Regions from separate parts of the Sus scrofa genome. Here region 1 is linked to region 2. A link is a contact called in public Hi-C data. All regions are on one chromosome and are shown on one strand. The core of a region is the stretch at or near the end of the contact, and the rest is flanking DNA. Distances in the headings are between cores, read along the strand shown. Region 1 holds the start of CRTC2 (CREB-regulated transcription coactivator 2). Region 2 holds the start of HAX1 (HCLS1-associated protein X-1).

Evidence for each region. Hi-C and Micro-C count contacts between places; a contact is called where the count stands out from the background.
Region 1: a contact with region 2 is called in a Hi-C map of skeletal muscle, with 9 times the contacts expected there. The contact joins the promoter of CRTC2 here to the promoter of HAX1 in region 2. A contact is called at or near these places in 2 of 47 Hi-C or Micro-C datasets (embryonic fibroblasts and skeletal muscle) and 1 of 2 datasets of contacts at active chromatin or transcription factors (alveolar macrophages).

What each region holds. Positions count from the first base shown.
Region 1 is chr4:95,732,979-95,735,678 of Sscrofa11.1, forward strand. It overlaps CRTC2 (CREB-regulated transcription coactivator 2), which reads left to right and starts at 1,251. Exons shown (of 13, transcript XM_021089801.1): 1 at 1,251-1,599. It overlaps SLC39A1 (zinc transporter ZIP1), which reads left to right. Exons shown (of 4, transcript XM_001929505.4): 4 at 1-846.
Region 2 is chr4:95,469,698-95,472,397 of Sscrofa11.1, forward strand. HAX1 (HCLS1-associated protein X-1) reads right to left here and starts at 1,275. Exons shown (of 6, transcript XM_021089792.1): 1 at 430-1,275. The coding sequence starts at 482. It overlaps UBAP2L (ubiquitin-associated protein 2-like), which reads right to left. Exons shown (of 27, transcript XM_021089781.1): 27 at 1,425-1,744. The coding sequence ends at 1,706.

The sequences.
Region 1 (2,700 bases), core at 1-2,500, 260 kb after region 2:
AGCGATGGAGCCTTTGGAATTATTCAGTTAATAAGAAGGATGTGGGCAGACAAGAGCTTGGCTCCTAGGCTCAGGGGGACACAAGATGGTCAAGTCACTAGAGACATGATCAAGGGACAATAGTATTAGGGAAGACATTGAGTGCTAGTATCAGGGGTCAGACACTACACAGAGGACAAGCTACCACTGGGGAGGCTGGAGGTGGGCACTCAGCTGCTGTGGGAGAGGGACAGAGAGGGCATAGGCCCAGAGTAGGCAGTCCTGTTGGTTCCAGTCCATTTCAGCCCTCTGTCACTTGGAGTGGACCCTTCCTACTTTTCGTATCTATCTTCCCAGTCCCTTCTCCCAGGAGACTAGTGCCAAATGGCCTCTTTCTGCCAGTTTTGGTACCTTCTCTGGCTTCTCCAGTCCTGCTCCCTCACTCTATTTTTAAAGTGCCAAATAAATCCCCTCCCTCTTTCTCAAAGCACAGTGATGGCACTGAGCCCTGCCCAGCACCTCAGTGGAGGGGGCCTGCTTGCTCTTTGTTTTGGTCCCAGATCCCGGGGTGGGGCAGAAATGTTTGCCAACTTGGGGTGGGGGGAAAGTTTGAAGAGCAACCGCCCCCTACCGCTGCTGCACCCTAGGAATACTGAACAGGAACGTGGTGCCCCATGCCCAGATGATAAACACTGAGCTGCCAAAAAATTTTTTATACCAGAGGATCCCAAGGGGGGAGGGGAAGGCTCACCCCCAGGGTTATTTTTGGGGAGGGAGGGGCTGTGTATAGGCCATATTCTTTAGAATCTATTTTACTAACTGACTTGTTTTGGGATATATTACCCAAATAAAACATGTTTCTATACATGTGTACAGTGTCTGACTTATTTTGGGGGGGAAGGGGTGGGCACGTTGCCAGTCCGAGAGGGCCTGAGTCCCAGATGTTTAGAGCTGTTTTGATACCCCGGGTCTGTTTGCATTCAGCCCTCTCTAGTCCCCTTCCCTGAAGATGACCAAATTTTTCCTCTAGTCTCTTCCTGCTTCCCTCCCTGTCTCCACCCCTTCCCTTTCCTCCCTCTTTCCCTCCTTTTCTCCCTTTTTAATCCCTCGCCCCTTCGCGTTTGTAGGCTCTGGGCCAATTTAGAACTACTTTTCCCAGCTTGCCCTGCGCGGGGAGGAGCCGGGAGGGAGGAGCAAAGTCCCCAGTTCCCGGAGTCGATAGGACTGCTGGGAAACGGTGTCCGTTTCCTCTCCCGTACTGCGTGACAGGGATTTTGAAAGGGTCACGTAAACAAACTACAACTCCCAGCGGTCCCCGCGCGCAACAGGTCAGGGCTAGGCTGGGGCCGGGTTCGCGGTGCTAGCTGAGGCGGCGGCGGCGGCTACGGCTGGAAGAGCCGGGCCGGGGCCCGCGGCGGAGGCCGTGGCTTGTATTGGGAGGGTGGCGGGGAGGGACTGGGGAGGAAGATGGCGACGTCGGGGGCGAACGGGCCCGGCTCGGCCACGGCCTCAGCTTCCAATCCGCGCAAGTTTAGTGAGAAGATCGCGCTGCAGAAGCAGCGTCAGGCCGAGGAGACGGCGGCCTTCGAGGAGGTGATGATGGACATCGGATCCACCCGGGTAAGGGGCCGCTCCGGGGAGCGGGAGCGGAGCAGAGCAGTTACCGAGCTGGGAGCCGAGAGGCGGGGCGGGGGCGGGAGCCTCAGCGAAGGAGGCGGAACGCGGCAGGGGGCCGCGGGCGCCGCTGTCTGGGAGGTGCGGGTGGAGGGCCGAGGGGCAGGAAGACGGATTTTGCCGGAGGAGATGAAAACAGCAGAGAGGTTGGGAGTTTGGGAAAGACTAGTGACTAAGTAAGTGAAGCAGGAGTGGACAGAGAGATGAGGTGGTCCCCGCAGCCCGACAAAGGTAGGAGGTGGGGTCCTTGTGCATCCCTGATTGAGTCCTCTCGGGGACTCTACTGAAGCACCTCCGATGTTGGATTATGGGATGGGTGGATGGCCTTCTTGCCCTAATCTGGCTCCTTTAAATTGGTGACCTCCTCTAATCTGGTCTCTCTGCACTCTTGTGCTACTCTCGGTACTTTGCTATCTCCGGGAAAGGGCCTCTTGAGTGGTTTGAACGGCAGCGCTGGGTACAGTGGGGCAGGAAGTCCCCTCCTGCGTCCCGTCCCTTTGCTTCCTTTTTCAAATACTTCTTGTGGTTTCCTGACGTGAATGAAGGTGAGGTCCATTGCTCACAGACTGGTGCGTGGTATTTTGCCCTGGCCGCCTTGGAGGAGAGATAGGGCTTTGAATCTCAAAAGGGGGTAACCAGTTGGCTATAGGTTATGTGGAACCTGATGGTTTGCTGAACTTTCTAGGGAGATGGCTGTTTTGTGGGTCAGTTTTGAGGTGCCTTGGGGGGGGGTCTTCTATGTGTAGGGAACACTGATTCTTGGGAAGTTGCAGAAAGAAGGCATCCTGGCAGAGTTGCCTCTGAAGCCCCTCTGACCTCGGTTTCTTGCTTCCCAGGGCTGGATGTCAGAGAGAGTGAGGGGTGGGAGTTTGCCCAGCTGGTGTGCAGTCCTAATTTAGAGACACATTATTCTCAAAACAGCAGGTGAGGCTATTGCAGTGCTCCCTCATGGCAGGGAGATAGAAGTTAGGAGGAGATGGATGGTAGAACATACATAACACATTTCTTTTTTCTTTTTTTCTTTTTTTTTTTTTTGTCTTTTTGCCA
Region 2 (2,700 bases), core at 25-2,524:
AAACTGGAAAGCTGAAGCGAGCGTTAGAGAACTGGCCATCGTGTCTGTTTTGTTTTTATCAAAGCCAGTCCTCGCCTCGCGGCTCCCCCAAACATTTCCCCTCAGCTTTTCTTCAGCGTTCCCCAACCCCTCCCCTCTCTCCCAAGGTCCCGCTCGCTCACTGACCCCTTCCCCAGAGCTGCATTGTCTTCCCCACACTTGGGCCCCTGCTGCATCACCCCAGAACGGAGAAACGTTTAAGCGCCTGTTTCTCCTCTTAACGACTGCCTTGGTTACTGCCGCGGGGTGTGTGCTCAATGTTGTGACTTCTGCCCTCTCCGCAGGAGTTGCATGAGTGGGGAAAAGGATGTTTTTCCAAAAACAGTGTGTCAGGGGTCAAGCTTCCCTCAGCGGATCCCCCTCCCTTATCTGACCCGGACCCATTCTCACCTCCGAGGTCTAGAAAAGCCGAAAAATCCCCGAAAGAGATCAAAGAGGCTCATTCCCGTCGTGGGACTCGAACCTTCGAACCCCAAAGCCGGGGGGAGAAACCAAAGCTACGCCGTCGGAAATTGAGCGAAGCGTCAGACCACGCTGCCTGAAAGCAAGCCTGCGATCGGTCGGACACTGTCGTAAAACGACCGTAAGCGGGGCGTGGTTGAGGGCGGGGCAGGCCTATCGAATTCGAAAGGTTTTTTCTTTTACCCCACCTGTTCCCTGTGAAGGGAGTGGGTGTACTTAATTTTCGTTTTCCAACAGTCACCTGACTCCTAAGCCAATTCCTTCTGCCGACCAATGCGGTCGGTCCGACAGGGTGTCTCAAGGGTTTCACGCCGCCGGATGGCACCGGAGGCAGCCGCCAGAGGGCAGCCCATCCGCACAAATGAACTGGACCAAGGCCCTCCCTCACCGCCGGCTCACTACACCCATGGACTCCTCCTGGACCCGCCTCGGTTTTGTTTCCTGACTGAGCCAATTAAGTCTGATACCAGAGGGATGGACAAAACGTTGCATCAAGCTCCTTCTAATGTAGTGACTTCCCCAGAGTTGAGTAAAAGAAAAAGACTCAGGGAACGCAAGGACTTCTCTCTCCAGCTGTTAAGAATTCCTCTAATTCTTCCAGGCAAGCTCTGCAACCAGCAGGTTAAAGACTTCATAAGAGAGCAAGGGAACTCTTGGGAGGGAAAAATTGGGGGCTTTTAGTATCTTTTTCCTATCATTTGACTTTCAAAGCCTCTGCCTCCCTGTACCCCACCCCCATCCTAACCCTGGCCTGACTCTAGACTTCTTTTCAGGGGCTGGGTATTAGTTATGTGAAATGAAAGCACTCAAGCGTCAAGAACTACTGCTTCAGATTTGCTGGCCAACAACAGTGCATGTTGCCCTCATTTCTTTCCAGTTCATTTGCCTGGACCCATCTTAATTAAACTGATTCTGCAAAGCCATTTCTTTCAGTTTTCATTTAATCCTCTTCCGTTCCACCCAGTATCTGCTATCCATTCCACTCCCTTCACCGCCTAAAATCTGCTGTAGATCTGGAGAAAATGAAGATTTGCAGTGATTCTTTCCAGGCCACGCCGTGAAATTCTTAGGGGAGAACGGAAGGGAACCCCCTCAGGGGCAAGATACTAGCACATTAAGGTCGGAGTTCTTAAAGGGCGAAGATTTCATTTTATTCCACTGCCTTCGGGGCCTGCTAGAGAAGGCCCAGTTGGTACAGTAATACTTATTCACCAAGCTGGTCATCGACGAGACTGAGGATATCCTAGACGGAGCAAGAATGGGCAGAGGCTGAAGGTAGAGGTTTTCTTTTTATATATACAAGACACATTAATCCATTAAATTTGAAGACACAGTACAAAAAAAAAAAAAAAAAAAAACACTTCAACTAATTCATCTGACAATGCTGTTCATGTTCATGACACCATTTTTTGTTGTTGTTGTTTTGTTTCCTAATAATAAAGGAGGAGACTTAGGGCTGTTGGGCTGATATATATTTGGGGGTCCCCCCTCCCCACCTCACCCACACCACCAGGGTGAACAGGAGGAGGAGAAGGAAGGGCAGGGCCCACAGCAAAGTTTCATAATCTTGAATGCAAGAGGGGAGGAGGAGAGGAAAGGAAAAAAAAAAAAAAGAAGAAAATACAAATCCTATAATACATACAACAGAGTGGGGATGGTATGGGAATGGGACAGACATGAAGCTGAGGCATGGGGTGGGCCGCTGGGTGTGGGGGGCAGCGGAACCCCCCCACATTCCTTTCTCTCTTTGATGCTGTTTCCATAGTTGCCAGGCTGAGAAGCCCTCTCAGAAGATGGGACCGGGAGAAGAGGGTCAGGGCCTCAGTTGGCCCCCCAGCTGTAGCTGTTGTAGGCAGACTTGTTGGTCTGGGGCTTCTGCGGGATGGAGCTGGTCTGGCTACGTTGCCCGCTGCCCGTCTGCAGGGGAATGGGAGGATGAATGGGGAGGAAAAGTCTAGTTAGTGGGACAAATTTGTGACATCTTCAGGTGGAGATTTGGAAATTGTTTTACTCTCCCATTCCCCTTGCTTAGAGCTACTCTGAAGCTTATCCTTTTGCAACCATAGGAAATTTGATTTATACAGCAGCTAGAGCACCTCTGGCAAATAAAAAAGCACTTTCAAACTTCAAATAAGGGAAAGATGAAAAGAGGGCAGGATACTTTTAGAGACAAGATAGTGAATCCGTTCTACTCATTTT